Regions from separate parts of the Zea mays genome. Here all the other regions are linked to region 2. A link is a contact called in public Hi-C data. All regions are on one chromosome and are shown on one strand. Each heading gives the region's core, a stretch centred on a gene start, on an enhancer-like site or on the middle of the called end of the contact. The rest is flanking DNA. Distances are from core to core; before and after follow the strand shown. Region 1 holds the start of LOC103638622 (U-box domain-containing protein 34). Region 2 holds the start of LOC103638627 (putative receptor protein kinase ZmPK1). Region 3 holds the start of LOC103638632 (ARM repeat superfamily protein).

What was found. A called contact is a pair of places that touch in the nucleus more often than the background predicts.
Region 1: a contact with region 2 is called in a Hi-C map of endosperm, with 4 times the contacts expected there. The contact joins the promoter of LOC103638622 here to the promoter of LOC103638627 in region 2. A contact is called at or near these places in 5 of 25 Hi-C or Micro-C datasets (ear, endosperm, leaf and 2 more).
Region 3: a Hi-C map of tassel shows a contact between it and region 2, with 3 times the contacts expected there. The contact joins the promoter of LOC103638632 here to the promoter of LOC103638627 in region 2. A contact is called at or near these places in 2 of 25 Hi-C or Micro-C datasets (ear and tassel).

What each region holds. Positions count from the first base shown.
Region 1 is chr9:86,250,407-86,255,358 of Zm-B73-REFERENCE-NAM-5.0, reverse strand. LOC103638622 (U-box domain-containing protein 34) reads left to right here and starts at 1,379. Exons shown (of 9, transcript XM_008661480.4): 1 at 1,379-1,660; 2 at 1,765-1,889; 3 at 1,989-2,104. The coding sequence starts at 1,474.
Region 2 is chr9:86,847,321-86,852,315 of Zm-B73-REFERENCE-NAM-5.0, reverse strand. It overlaps LOC103638627 (putative receptor protein kinase ZmPK1), which reads right to left and starts at 3,412. Exons shown (of 1, transcript XM_008661484.4): 1 at 414-3,412. The coding sequence starts at 3,112. The coding sequence ends at 653. LOC100272765 (putative serine/threonine protein phosphatase superfamily protein) reads right to left here. Exons shown (of 6, transcript NM_001147218.1): 6 at 4,256-4,688. The coding sequence ends at 4,515.
Region 3 is chr9:87,621,169-87,626,237 of Zm-B73-REFERENCE-NAM-5.0, reverse strand. LOC103638632 (ARM repeat superfamily protein) reads left to right here and starts at 2,111. Exons shown (of 8, transcript XR_002265239.2): 1 at 2,111-2,608; 2 at 2,691-4,580; 3 at 4,674-4,814; 4 at 4,946-5,065.

The DNA of each region.
Region 1 (4,952 bases), core at 130-2,629, 590 kb after region 2:
CAGTCTATTCAAACTTGTTACTGTCGGTATTCGTATGTGAATCATCATCATTACCATTTACGTTACATTTTGTGAACCAAACGACACCTAAAGTTTTGGAGGCCACTTTTAGTCATCCTGTTTGGCACTTTAGGAACTAAGTTAGTGGTTGGTTCCGAAACTAGCTGGGATAGAGCGACTCAAACCAGGGAGCGGCTCCATCCAATGGATTTTATAGAGCCGGATGGTTCAACATTTAGACATAATTTTTCTTATTTAGAGTCATCCTATTCTACATGGAACCAATCCAAACAACAACAAATTAGGAAAGGAGCGGCTCCGTCTCACTAAAAGTGAATAAACTTCGGTCAATAAAGCTTATGCCTTGTTCAGTTGCGTCTAGATTGGAGTGGATAGAACAAGATTAAATCTCCTTCTATTTAATTTTGACTAGAGAGTGATTTAATCTCATCCAATCCCTTTCGATCCAGTCGCAACCGAACAAGACCCTAGTGGATGGAAACAAACAAACCCCTCAACATAGCCTGAGAACATGGTCGAACTCGATAGTCGAAGCAATTGAGATGCGAGTGTTGGAATCACTCCTGTCGTCACAAGTGCTGCCTAATCTCAAGCACTAAAAAGCTAGTAGTTTCAGTTTGCTTTCTGATGAACACACGCACACAACTAGTAGTTTACAAAGGAACACGCATGCAAGTGATAACAACCAACAGACTCCCAGATACATGCATGCAAGTGATAACAACCAACAGCCCAGTCGCCCGAGACTGACTCCACGATCCTATTCTACGTGCACGCTACAACAGCATGCTCATGGCGAGTCTCACTCACGCCACACACCTCCATCTCCAAGTCCATGCACACACTAATCAAGAGGCACATGGCCGGCGAGTCTCACGCCAACGACGTGCAAAAACCCAGTCGCTGGATCTATTCCTTCGCCACGAAAATCACTTCCGTCCACACGTACGCAGTTACCACTTCCCATGGCGTTGCTGGCCTCATGCCTTGCCGACTCCCTACAGCTAAATGCAAAACGAAATATAAACATGCAGATCTCCTAATGACAAGATTGTTTCTAACATCGAGATCCACGATTTTTTTTACTTTGATTTTTTTGTCATCCATCCTCAATGAACAAGATAAAAGCTCAACATGCCGAAATCGCCGACCAAAACGAAACGAACCCTTCATCCGGATCTCCCTCACGAACGCGCACCAGTCACCACGCGCGTCCCCAGTCCAACTGGGGGCCCCACGGAAGACGGTCCGGCCTCCACGTCACTGTCACGGTGAGCGCAGCCCCGAAACATCCATTCATTGAACGAACGAGCTCATCATCATTAAAAACAACGCAACCCAACCGCCGTGCTCTCGAAGGAACCCGCCCGCGGCCCGCCCGTTGCTTGCCCGCAAGACCGCAGCAGCTCAGTTGAGTTGACCTCGCGACCTCCCCCGGCCGGCGCCGCAGGGATGGAGGAGGGTGCGTCCTCGCCGGGCGACGGCGGGGGCATGCAGTTCCAGGTCGCGGTGGCCGTGCGCGGGGACGGCCGCGCCAGCCGCCGAGCCGCGCGGTGGGCCGCCGCCAGCCTGGTCCCGCCCGGCGGCCGCGTCGCGCTCGTCCACGTCATCCCGCCCGTCTCCTTCGTGCCGTCTCCATGTAAGGACCACTTCACTTCACTTCCCCTCCTCGAGTCCTCTGGGTTCCAAATGGGAGCCACCTAACGATGGGCTCCACGGTTTTTCTTTCTCGGTGTGGCGAAGCCGGGGAGAGGGTGCCGGTGGACAAGATGGAGCCGGAGGTGGTGGAGATGTACGCGCAGGACAACCGCGCGCTCGCGCAGGAGATCTTCCTCCCCTTCCGCCGCCTCGTCGGCCGCGGCAAAAGCGTGAGTGGAAGTGGCCCCCCTCGCGTTTCACTCCGCGTCGTAGCTTTGCTGGTACTGCGTCGTTTCTGATCGACTGGTTCGAGCCTGCCAAATTCGCAGGTGGAGACGGTGGTTCTGGAAGGGGACAGCGTCGCCGAGGCGCTGGTGAGGTACGCGGCGGAGTCCGGCGTCCGCAGCCTCGTGCTCGGATCCGCCTCCCTCAGCTGGTTCCGGAGGTGAGGATTTTTAGTACACAAGGCGTCTGGAATTTCACTTTTGAGAAACCAAATGTCCATGTTATAGGGATTCAGGGAATCGCTGCTAAGTTTTACTGAAATTAAATAATTTTACTGAAGTGAGGTAAAACTATAAGAATAAAGGCCACAGGGAGCAAAAAGGAGTGTCCCTTTTTGGAGACAGTGAAACGAGCTTCATTCTGTCAGACCAACGATTTGGCAAACATTTCGTCAGGATTGAGCGTCTTTTCTGTCAAAGGCTAGCACTTTTTTTTTATTTTTTTTGCAAATCTCTCCAAACACAAAGACTAGGATTCTGCTTTTGAGAACCCCACAAGTGATGTGATGGATCATGCCTTTTTCCTAATTAAAACAAAAAAGGAAAGCAAGGGAGCAAAAGGGGGGGGGGGATAGTGAGATGTGCGCGCGCATTTGGCATAGTGGGATGTGCCCAAAGCAATGGTAGGGAACAAAAGGGAAAACAAAACTCAAAATACAAACAGACAAACCTTTTGAGATAGTGGGATGCGCACACAGGCACAGCATTTGGTATTGGAAAGCTGGACGCATGCACGTACACTGGAATTGATCTGCTTTTTTTTATGAAGATCAAACCTCTTTTAAGCTCTTTTATGTTTTTGAGTAAAATATGAATAGGACTAACCTATTCTCCCCCTTGGCAAGACTCGGCAGCAGTAAGGTCCTGTTTGATGCTGATCTGTGCCAGTTATGTAGGACTAGTACAACTCATCTCTGCTTTTCGTTCCAACTGAGCAGTTGGTTGAAAAATGACCACCTTTGGGAATGAATTGGAAAAAGATGAGTGTCCATTTTGGGATGTTTTGCCACAAAGGGCTCAGCATTAATAGTGCTTTTACTGCTTTAACCTCTTTTTCTAAATTTCGTGATCATCTCAAAAGATGTGCATGCAAAGATGAAAAGAATTGTTTTTGGTAGGCATAAAACTCTCCTCTCCGGCGTCCCATGTCAGACATGACATTTCACAACTCATAGACTTTTGCTAACAATTATTTTTGTGCAAAGGTTGCCTTTGTCAGTTCTCATAAATCTATTTATGCGAAACTAGAAGATGTCATTTGCAAAGGAGCAGCAGCTGGATTCCCTTTTCCTTTTCAGTTGTATAGTTTGGTGCATGACGTGACTCAACTGCCATATGTTTTTGGTGGATCTACTTTTGTTGCTTGTGGTTGCCTCTTAGACTTTCACAGGTCCTGTACCCCTAATTAATCTTTTTTCCTGTTAGCTGTCCATCTAATGATTCTGTACCAACTATCAAACTGAAAAACTAAAATTCCACTTTGAACCCTCTACATGTCATGTTGCGCTCTGCATTTTCGATATCTCTACGTGACATTTGTGCATGTATAGTCGTGTCAATATATATTACTTAGGAATAAAATTTCAATGTTGCTTGGATGAACCTAGTATGTACTTTAAATGCACACAACAACAACAAAGCCTTTCATCCCAAGCAAGTTGTGTAGGCTATAGTTGAAAACGCAATAGAGCCCATAAGTCAAGTTTTCCCTATTCAACAATCTTTGGGTATATCCCATCATTTCCAGTCTCCTTTTATTGTCTATTCCCATGTCAACTTTGGTCTTCCTCTTCCTCTCTTCTTATTGCTATTGTGTCATAGGATCCCAGTACGTACTAGCGCCTCTAGAAGTTTCTGTTGGATATGTCTAAACCATCTCAATTGATGTTGGATAAACTTTTCTTCAATTGTTGCTACCTCTAGTCTATCACGTATAACATTATTCTGGACTCGACCACTTCTTGTATAGCCATAAATTCAATGTAACATACGTATTTTCGCAACAGCTATCCTTGTTGTTTTGGTTTCTAGATGAGTCCATTTAGGTTTCTTTGTTTTCGGCCTCCGTAAGGAGCCCTTTGTACTTGGTCTGCTTTAGACCATTATCCTTCTTAATTTAATGAAATACAGCTCTCCTGTGTTTTTGGAAAAATACACCTATCCACTGAACATGTTATCCTTCTGTAGACCAATATTTTTTTTTTGAGAACGCGCAGGAGAACTGCGCATCTTATATATTAAAGAGGAAGAGAAACATTACAAAAGAGGAGATGTTGCAAAGCAAATCTCCCAAAGACCCACAAAATTCCGAAAGCAATTACATAGAAGTACTGAAACTAGACCCGACCTCGCCCAGGGCAGCAACTAAGCCCATACTACCGATCTCCTTAGCTCCTGCTAAAACCCAGCAAACACACTCATCTGAGAAACACCTAAGAATCCTGGGCAATGAAGGAGACTCCCCATGAAACACTGCTCTGTTTCTCTGAAGCCATAGGCACCAAGCCCCCAGGATGATCAGAGAGTTAAGTCCTTTTTTCCTGGTCTTGATAACTCTAAGGCTCACCTTTCCCCACCATTCTGAAAAGTTTCCCTCATCAGCAGTCGGAGTGAGATGCCCCAAGCCAATAGCAGCAAGAATTGTATGCCAAAATTGCCGGGCAAAAATGCACGCAGTAAGGAGGTGCTGAATTGTCTCTTGGGCTTGATCACACATTGGGCAAACATCTGGGTGTGGCAGTCCCCTCAACTGTAATCTGTCAGCTGTCCAACATTTGTTTCTTATTGCCAACCAAAGGAAGAACTTGCATTTAGGAGGAGCCCAGGTCTTCCATAATCTCTTCCAAGGCTCAAAGACAGTAGAACCTAATAAAAGGACCTTGTAGCAGGATTTAGAGGAGAACACCCCTGATGTCTCATGTCTCCAAACATGGCGGTCCTCCTCCTGAGAAAGCTGCACATCTCCTAAAGTATCCCATAAGAAAAGAAATTGCTGAATTCCAATCAAGG
Region 2 (4,995 bases), core at 2,163-4,662:
TTGGACCACAAAGGTATGAATCCCAGCAGTTACATTTCCCCCTTTGCAGATTTAGGGCTCTACTACTTGTTAGATTGATGTGCCCTTGTAATCTTCCCAACCAAATTGGTGGCAAAGAATGTACTATACACCTGGCCAGAGACACATAACACAAGACTGGTTTGTTCCCTGGCAATTGTTTCCGATCCCGGCGAGCAGCATAGCACAGCAACCAGGACAAGCCCCAGCAGTTTAATGCATGTGTTATGCCCTCTCTGCCTCCTGACATCTTTGTCTGCTCATATGTGATGCCTGAAACTTTCACTCTAGCCAAATACGATCTACCGATTACTTGTGCCTACCCCCAGCTTGCTTGGGACGAAAGGTATCTGTTGTTGTAGTTTTAGATTAGTAGGTTGTCAACAATTGTTAGCTGCAAAAGTTTTCTGCACTCTGATTGAATAAATCATCATGATATTTTACTTGAGTAACAGTGTTTTTCGGCAGATTTATCTCGCAAAATTACAAAGAAAACTTTTTCTGAAAAGAAAAAAAAATAGAAAGAAAATTTTGCATGGATATTGCAGATATGTTACAATTAGCGCTTCTGTTCCTTCTATCTGCAGGTTATTTGATGGCCCTCGGTACAAAAGAACGATATGGAGGCAGACTTTCAGGTTGCTCTTACCATTACATTTGCGCCACTGACATCTTCAGTTAAAACAAGTATCTGAACTGCATTTTCCATGGTTGGTCTTCTGTCTCTATCTTCCTCCAGGCATGAAATGGACAGCCTCATCATTATTCTTGCCTGCAAATTGTTGAAATCACCGTTCAGTCTAGAGTCAATGAAGTCGGCGATCCAAGACGGCTCAGTATCATCCGACTGCAGCTTTTCTTTGACCAGCCTTGACACCCTTCCAAGGACCATCTCTGCTTCCACATCCTCATCATTTCCCATGTTTGAGACACGTGCTCCTATTAGTAGTTCCAGTAGCACCACTCCAAAGCTGTAGACATCAACCTTTGCTGTGATCGGGAGGCTAGAAACCCATTCCGGCGCCAAGTAACCTCTAGTTCCTTGGATCTTTGAAACGTTTAGGTTTGATCGACCTCTGTTCAGGAGCTTTGCAAGGCCAAAGTCTGCAATCTTTGGCACCAAGTTCTCATCCAGCAGTATGTTTTCAGGCTTCACGTCGCAGTGGATGACCCACTCTGAACACTCGTGGTGAAGATAGGCCAATCCTCTAGCCACCCCCAGCGCAATATCAAACCTTTGCTTCCATCCAAGCAAGATTTCTGAACCCTTGCTACCAAATAAGATTTTATCCAACGAACCATTCTCAAAACATTCAGAAACCAGTATCCTGTGTGGACCGTCGGAACAGTATCCCCAAACTCTCACTAGATTCATATGGTTAATCATGCTAATCACACTCAGTTCATGCCGGAATTCTTCTTCACTTTGGTTTATTTCTGCTAATTTCTTCACAGCTACTGCCCCCTTGTCTTCCAAGACGCCTTTGTATACAATGCCTGATGCACCCCTTCCAAGTTCGTCCTTAAACTTTCTGGTCGCCGTCACCAACTCTCTGTAGGCATACCTGCGAAAATGATTGGCTATCATTTCATATCCAGGCTCAGCTGGCCATACTCCTCTCAGTTCTCTGTATTCCCTCCTCAAAATAAACCATCCTAATCCAACAAACACTACCTCTGCCAGAAATATTGCTGACAAGAATCCATAGAAGTACAGATACTTTGATCCACTATGATCTCTCTTAAGCTTATCCAGAAAATCTGCTATGAAGTATCTATTTGTTGTACCACAGTCAGGACTATACTTGGGACCAAAAGGTTGTGATTGCGGAATTGAGGCATCCAACACTTGTAATCCATTAGGAATCTTGATGTACATCGTACCAGTACTAGCAAAGTTCTGCAGGGTTACACCGCCAACAAGAACAGACTTCGGATAGCAATCACCAATCCCTTCCCAGTATGCAAAACCCTTGCAGTTGCAATCATGCAGGCACTCCTTCTTGCAAAAGTCAAGAGAAACGGAGTGATGGGCAGTCATATCATACCCCAAGAAATCAGTGTGGGGTAGCTTAGCAAAATCCACCTTCTCCACATCACAACTGATGTTGGTCTTTGGTCTGCAGCCTTTGCTCCGCTCACTTGGGTCGATGACTTCAAAACCAGGGGCACACGCACAAGCAGGCACAGGCGTATACACACAAATTCCGTTTTCGCCACACAGACCGTGTACATTGCAAAGCTGAGGAAACGCCATCCATGTGACCGACCATGTTCTGTCTGCCACATTAAGACTGTACAATCTGAGGTTGCCATCGTAATCCAGTGTTAGCCGCCTCATGATACCAGGGCCCCAGTCAGCAGCTGTAAAGGTTGCATTGTCACTTGCAAGGAAATGTCCCAAGGTGTCAAGAGCCCCAGACATGGTGCTGTTGAACTGCACTCTACCCTTCGCCCAGATAGTCATACGCGGATTTGGCCAGTAGATGAAAGAAATGTTTTTCTCGTCATCAAACAGAGAAAGAAGGTACTGGTCGTCGAAACGGAAGCTGTAGTGGCCAGGAACAAGTAACCTGTTAGTAGAGACCAGCTTTGTGGAAGCAGTGATTCTCTGAGTAGGTAACAAGGTGTCAGTAGGAGAATCAAAGCTTTGCCACAGGATGGCGCCACCTCTTCCCTCCACAGCGAGGTTCCCGGTGCCCAGCAGCCGAGCTTGAACATGCCCAGCGTCCGAAACGCTCGCGTTGTTGGTCCACACGATCTGGCCATTGTAGTCCTTTAGAACCATGCTCCCGTCGGCGTCTAGCTCGACTTTGGATCCCCAGGTGTACACGGGGTGGAGAGGGTTGGCGCTCCAGACGACGGTTCTTTCCGATGATCCGGAGAACCAGATGGAGAAGGTGGAGGCGTTGGGGGAGATGCGGTAGAAGCCGCAGGTGAAAGTGCCATCTTGCGAGTGGAGCACATCAGAGCTGTGCTCTACGGAGAGAGACGAACCGGCTGACAGGAAATCATGGGCTGAGACGAACGGCAGCAGATGAATAATCAATGTGAGGAGGAGATAACTACTGGCCGCTGCTGAGCTCTCATTCATGGTATTAGATGCTGCAGCTACTATCAGTTGTCAAGGGAAGCAAGTGAATGATGGTCAGGAGAAGCAAGTGAATGATGGTCAGGAGAAGCAGGCGCAGCGCATATTTAGGGTTCTCTTAAGATGTGATGATATGATAGGTTATGTTACACACCTACTCATGTGGTGATATGATTTGTTATGAGTGTCTAGTTTACTTAAGATGTGGTGATATGATTTGTTATGGTTACACACCTACTCATGTGGTGATATGATATGGTTACACACTAATGCGAACTTAAAAATAAGCTAATCAGTTGTGTTAGCAAACTTGTTATGAGTGCCTAGTGTACTTACATCACCGTCTTTAGCTTCGTCAGCAGGTCAACACGACGGGTCTCCCTAGATAAGTTTGTTGCGAATATTGTTAGACTGTCTCGAGCATCTTGCCTGTTCATATTCCCATATTCAAACTTAGGTGGTGTTTTGATGCACTAGAGATAATAATTAGTTAGTTAAAAATTTGCTAGTGGAATTAGCTAGCTAACAAATAGTTAGTTAACTATTAGCTAATTTGCTAAAAGTAGCTATTAGCTAGACTATTTAGATATCTCGGCTAATTTTAGCAGCTAAATATTAATTCTAGTGTATTTAAACACCTCCTTAATAGTACAGTTGCAAAACAATGTTTTAGTTAACATATAGGTAAGCTGTTGAACATAGTCTTAACCAATGTGCACAGCTTCAGCTCAAACCAGCGGCTCTGCTCAACAATACATGGTGCAGGTGGAGGTATGAGCCTATAAGGCATTGTTGAGGTCTCAAGTGTCCGTGCCGGAGGGCAAAGGGTGATAAAAAGATGGAACGGTGTCCAGCATCACAGCATGGCAGCATCCTTCTCAACTCCATGACAGCCGGTGAGAGAATCCTGTCCTCATCGGTCTGGGCAGACATTCGACGGTGAGCTGATGATGTAGGTTGAACAACCAAGGTTCCTTCAATTCGGAGTCAAACAGCACTGAAAGAACTCCCCTAGCCAAGCATGAAGCATCACAACAGACACAACGGAACATCGGGTCCATTTCCTGCATCTTTCCTTGTTGTCTCTCTTTTATTTTTTCCCTTTTTTTTTTGGAGCCACACCTGTTCTTCTGGACAGGACAATATATTTCGAGACAATTCTATTGCAGCTTCTCTTCTCTTTTGTCTCAGAATCATACAAAATGGAGATACAAGACGGCAAAAAAAAAGGAAGACCCAATGCCATGTACTTTCAACAACCTCAATGTTCTGAGAAGCGGCAATAAAATCTCCACACCAAAAGAATGATGGGGGTACAAGGCGGCTAGAGGAAACACCATTTTCTAAGGAGATCTACAGGTGCTGGCGCTGCAGTAGACAAGTTGAAAGAAAGCCAGCATGCTGATTACAAAAAGTAGTCTGGGGTCTTGCGCGTCATGTCCGGCTCAATCTGCCGCGGAGCTGGGTCGAATTGGAGGAAGTTCTGATCCATGTTCTCGCCAATTTCGAGGATCGCAGCCATGTTCCCGCATCGGTAGCAATAGTTAGGCGCGCTGAACACTGTCACAACGTTCTTATCCTGCATCACACAATCAACAAAAAAGAACGAAATATTATTCCATTTAATAAGCAGTGGTTTGCCTAAGCCTGTGAAGGAAGGAGAAACACGCAATCCACATAATAGGTAGAAAACAGATGTGATAAGAGTCTGCTTGGATTAACCTGTATCTAGGCTAGTGCAATGCAGCCAACCTGTGTTTGGTTGCCCAGAGTCTTGTGCAGCCTTGCACGGCACATTTGGTGTTTCTGAGAAATGCAGATTTGCACAAGCCAATGGACATACAAAAATAAAATATTGTCCCCTTCCCCACCTCTACTAAAAACAT
Region 3 (5,069 bases), core at 862-3,361, 780 kb before region 2:
AAAACCCAAAGTTTGGTACCTGGCAGAGGTACATCTTTTCTGATGTTGAACCCATCATGGCCATGATGGATCCACCATCATCAGTCTTTTCTTTGTAAAAATCCCCATCCAGTGCGAAGCATCACCTTTTATTTTAAAACAAAACATTTTGTTTTCTAGAGCAAGGCTAAGCATCATAAAAAGCCTTTTCATAAAATGGAATCAAGGAATGGTGATCAATTTTCCATGGAAGGAAATGCATCAATTGTTTAGCACATAACTCCTATCACCTAATGCATCATATAAGGTAATAAAGATTTTAAAACACAAGGAAAGGGATAATGCACCGTGGCTTGCCTGGAATAACACTAGGTTAGTGTTTGTTAGACGAGACTTGCTTGTCGACCATGTCTCAGCCTAGCACTTGCTTGAGTTATCCATCTTCAGGTTCGTCCATCAGCATCACCTCGCGAGTGGCTCACACTTTACAGCATCTTGTGGTCGACTCAGCTTTGGTCCTTGTCCTTTGATTCGTACGATTCTCAGCTAGCGTACCTAATGAGATGCATGGTGCATATGAATGGATATAAGCAGGAATATCACAAACCTAAATAATGCTACATCTCAATTTCATCGAAGCACACCTCGCATCACTGGTATTTCTAACTTAAATTTCATGCGCATACGAAGCGTCTTATTTCACGATCATAAAACCAATAGTAAAAATAGCGAATCGGCTCACCACATCTCAATTTGATTTGATATTTGCCTGAACGACGATAGCCTTTAATTGAAGTCTTTGATCGAACACTTGGTGAGCCATGCGCTACAACCTTCTTCTCCAACCAATTTCTAGGACCTTTTTCTCCTCCAATCACGCACAAACACACAAATAATTAGTATCTAATCAATCGACGCTAGGCGAGAACAAGAACCGAGAGTCTCACCGGCGATAAGCGCAAACGCGACCTGCACATAGGGATGGGAGGTAGGCTGACGAGGTTGAGGTGGTGGCAACGACCGGGTTGACTACAAGCCGCGCGCAATTGAAAGACCGATCATCGGAATTGACAAGCACGTCGAGACACAACGCGGGTCGACGACGCACAATATACGCAGAAAGGCACTAGCCGGAGGGCGCGCGGTAGTGAGCTTGCAAGGGCGAACAGCTCACGATCAAGCGACGGCGAGCACGAGACCGAGGCGTGCTGCACGTCAGCGACTGACGAGGACTGAAGACCGGCAACGAGGATCCGAGGAGCGAGCTGCTGGAACAACGCTTGAGGAAGAAGAGCCAAAGGTTGAAGACGACGTTGCGCGGGGGACAAGCGCGTTGTCCGGAGGAAGAGGATGGTTGACGGAGAAACAAAGACGACTGCGGATCGATGAGCTGGAGCGGCCAGAGGTGCGCGGTGGTGGAGGAGGGCGCTGGAAACCGGGCTGGGCGCCATGAGAGATGGGCTTGGCGAGCATCGGCGGCTGGAGAGGGCGCTCGGCCATGGGGGAGGCGAGCACTACTAGAGATATGCTTATTTAAGACGCACATTTTAAGATGGATATCAGTGCATTTTATAGAAGCGTCTTTTATCAAATGGTGATGAGTAAGGTAAGACGGTTTGTTAGAGATCCGTCTTTAATAAAGAAGTGTTTTGAGACAAATACATCGTAAGAAATGTCTTATATCTATTTAAGGCAGATCGTTATTGAAAATCGTCTCAAATAAATATATCTTTTGAGTCATTAAGATTAGAAGAATTGTCCTAGATTTTGGTTAGTATATTAGACACTTATATATATATATATATATGAAACTATCTCAAATAAAGATATTATTAGAGTCATCTAGACAATAAGAACTGTCTTAGATGTTAGTAAGTATAGTAGACATTTCTAAATATGAAACTGTTTCGTATGATATTTAAGACTTAGATTCATACTAAATAATCCTATCATCTAAATAGTTCCTTCTAATTAGGTTTTTTAAATCAAACCTGAACCCACCTCTCTCCACGCCTACGTTTGTCATTTACGATGACACTTCACCATGCTTAGCATGATGCGTGTAACATTTTTTATATTTTTTGTCTTCACTTTCTCGCCTGTTACCATGGGCCTCGACTGGAGACTGCACCTCGACCGATTCAGTTTGGACCCCGCTTCCCTCCCTTGTTCGTCCATCCGTCACAATGGTCACACGGCGGCTCCCAAACCCTAAACAGCGGTGGTGCCCCTACGCTTCAGCCTCGACTCAGTATTCCCCCTTCCCCGCTTCGACAAGTCTCGTCCCCCGCCCCCTTATTCCATTACAAGCAACTCCGCCGGTGCCACCGCTGCTGGTGGGACAGGCCGCCGCCGCCGCTGCTGGTGGGACCTACCGCCTCGCGCTCCGCATCCAGCGCCGCCTCATCCCGCCCAACCACCCCAGGATACGGGACTTCGTCTACAGGTACTGCCTTCGCCGAGCCCCGCTGTCGTGCGTCCGCGCTCAGGACGCCGTCGGTCACTGCCAGCCAAACAGGATCAGCGCGAGCAGCCAGTGCAGGCACATCTCCTACTCCTACGCCCCGTTCCCGTCGGTCACTGCCAGGAGGAAGGGTGTCTTCCGCGAGGACATTGCACAGCTGATGGTGTAAGGATCTAAAATACTTGTCAGCGATCTCGTATACTGTTTTTTTTTGTTTTGTTTTGACTTAGTGATTTGCCCAGATCAGATGTCTGATGTGTCTTGGTTTAATAATAAAGAAGCGAGCGAGCGCAGAGGAAATTGTCACTGCTGCTGCGGTTTAGGATGGAGTAATATTTTAGCCTTGATTTTGACATCCTTTTTTGCAGAGTAGTGGATCAACATTATTCAAAATTTTGCTCATGACGTCTGATATGTGGACAGTTGCCATTCAAGTTTTACTCTATCATCAATAGGTGAAGATTCCTGATCCAGAATACTTGTGTAAGATTATTAACATGTTACCCAATAATAATCTTACATAATTTGGCCCAACCCAAAGATACGTTAATTTAAACTCCCTAGATTATTTTGTGGAATCCCAACAGAGTTTATTCATTTGCTTGTACTCTATGAAGTGGAAGTTCTTGAGATGCCAAAAAGCAGGGAAGTGCGGACATAACAGTCAAGATGAGCTACTTAAAAGTGAGGATAATTCAAAGGAGCGTGGTATCCCGAGAATATGAACACTCCAGAGATGCAATATTTGAGGTTAGTATGCAGTAGTCGAGCCTGTTCATAGTTTATTGTTCCTGTTTTCTAATCTTGGTCTTATGACTAATAATTTTTAATGAGTGGTTCTAACTGGACTGCATCCAAATGTAGTCATTGGCTAAGCCAAAATTTGAATTTCATAAAGTAACTAAGATCGGTGTTTGTCCGGATTGTGACAAGGCTGTAGCTTTCCCCTTAATCGATCAGACCATATCCTAGGATTAAGGATGTGCAACAGAACCCTTTTGTTGTCGACGATATCAATGAGCTTCGGTTTTTTTCACATCCATAACTATATACCAAGCCTTTCTGCCACATTTGCAAGCCACACCATCGCTATGAATAGAAAAACTATTATGCTAGATCCATCTTCTATCCGCATATCATAACCATAACGGGTCCTTCAAAATTTATTTGTGACCTTTATGCTTTGATATTTGATTGGTAAGGGTCTACAGGATCTTATGACCTTATTTACCATCGCTCTGAGTTCGCAAGGCATAAATATTATGGTTCTTGTGAACTCATCCTCCTACATGTAACATGTCGAGTGAAGCCCAAGCCTGGCCCAACAAGGAGTCATGTTCTTTGCAGAACAACAATAGATAGATGCCATTTAAACTAAGTTGATGGTTGTTTCAATATAACACTTGAAAGAACAGACCCAAGGATGTAAACTCAAGTGTTACTACCCCTCATGCAAAACTCAAACTAACAAGAAGATGGTCTCCCCAAAGGCAGTTGCTCACAGAAAATTTTTGGGCAACTCAATCTGGTATACCATCACATGTCACCAAGGTGCTATTTCAAATCAAAACAAGTTAAAAATGTACATCTAACAAAGATACCATTGTCAGATCTTTATACAACACAACACACCAATGTTGCTATTCAAAAACTGTTGCTACCTGCCTAGAGCCCAGTTCTCCAACCTTTCCATGTCCGGGGCTGGGTGCCTGGGTCTGCGTTAATGCTGGACAGCAGCTTGTGATTGTTTAGTGTCTGAAAACTCTAGCAAAAGTCTGGTGGCAAACAAGGTTCTCAATTTAGACATATCACTGTGTGGTAGCGTTTGCTCCTTAATTCTATTTCTAAAACATCTGCTTATTGGTGTCCATGTGCTGGTTCATATGCAATGATGTTCTTTGTTTGTGATGGAATCTTATGATTTTGCTAAAATGTGCATTGTTTTAGTGGTACTTCCAAACAGTGGCCACTAACCATCATGGTGAGGATGCATCATCAGTAGCAGTCAGAAGTAAGAAAGGCTTAAAGACGATTAGACATACCACTATGTTTATTTACTATACTATTATTTTGATGTACTAAATGATTTCATTTGAGTTATTTTGGTGTTTTGATGGCATATGGAGGCCTCCAAGATGTAAGATATTCAAAATTTACCCTTCTAGTGTGTCTTATTTTATGAATTGGTTTTATAAGAAAATGCTGATTCATTTCAGTATCCATCTTGCAGTTTTTGACTGAAAAGAAAGATTTAACAATTACATTGATCAGGAACCGGATTCTCCCATTATATTCTTTGGATCCTTGCAGCCCATATTTGATTTCAATGGCTAATTGGGTTATTGGTCAGCTTGCGATATGCCTACCAGAGGTTACATGTTTTTCTTGTTTTTAAATTCCATCATCTCATAGGACATGCTGGATCAAAGTAGAGGCTTAATGTAATATGTATATCCCTCTACATTATACATTTCACTTTATTTCTTGTTTGCTTACCTGTAGGACATGAGTTCTAGTATTTATCAGTCCTTAATGAAGGCGTTGACCATGGAGTATGTGGAGGACATAACTTGTTATCCGGTTTGTGCCTCTGCTTCTGGTGCTATTGCAGAACTCATCGAGGTAA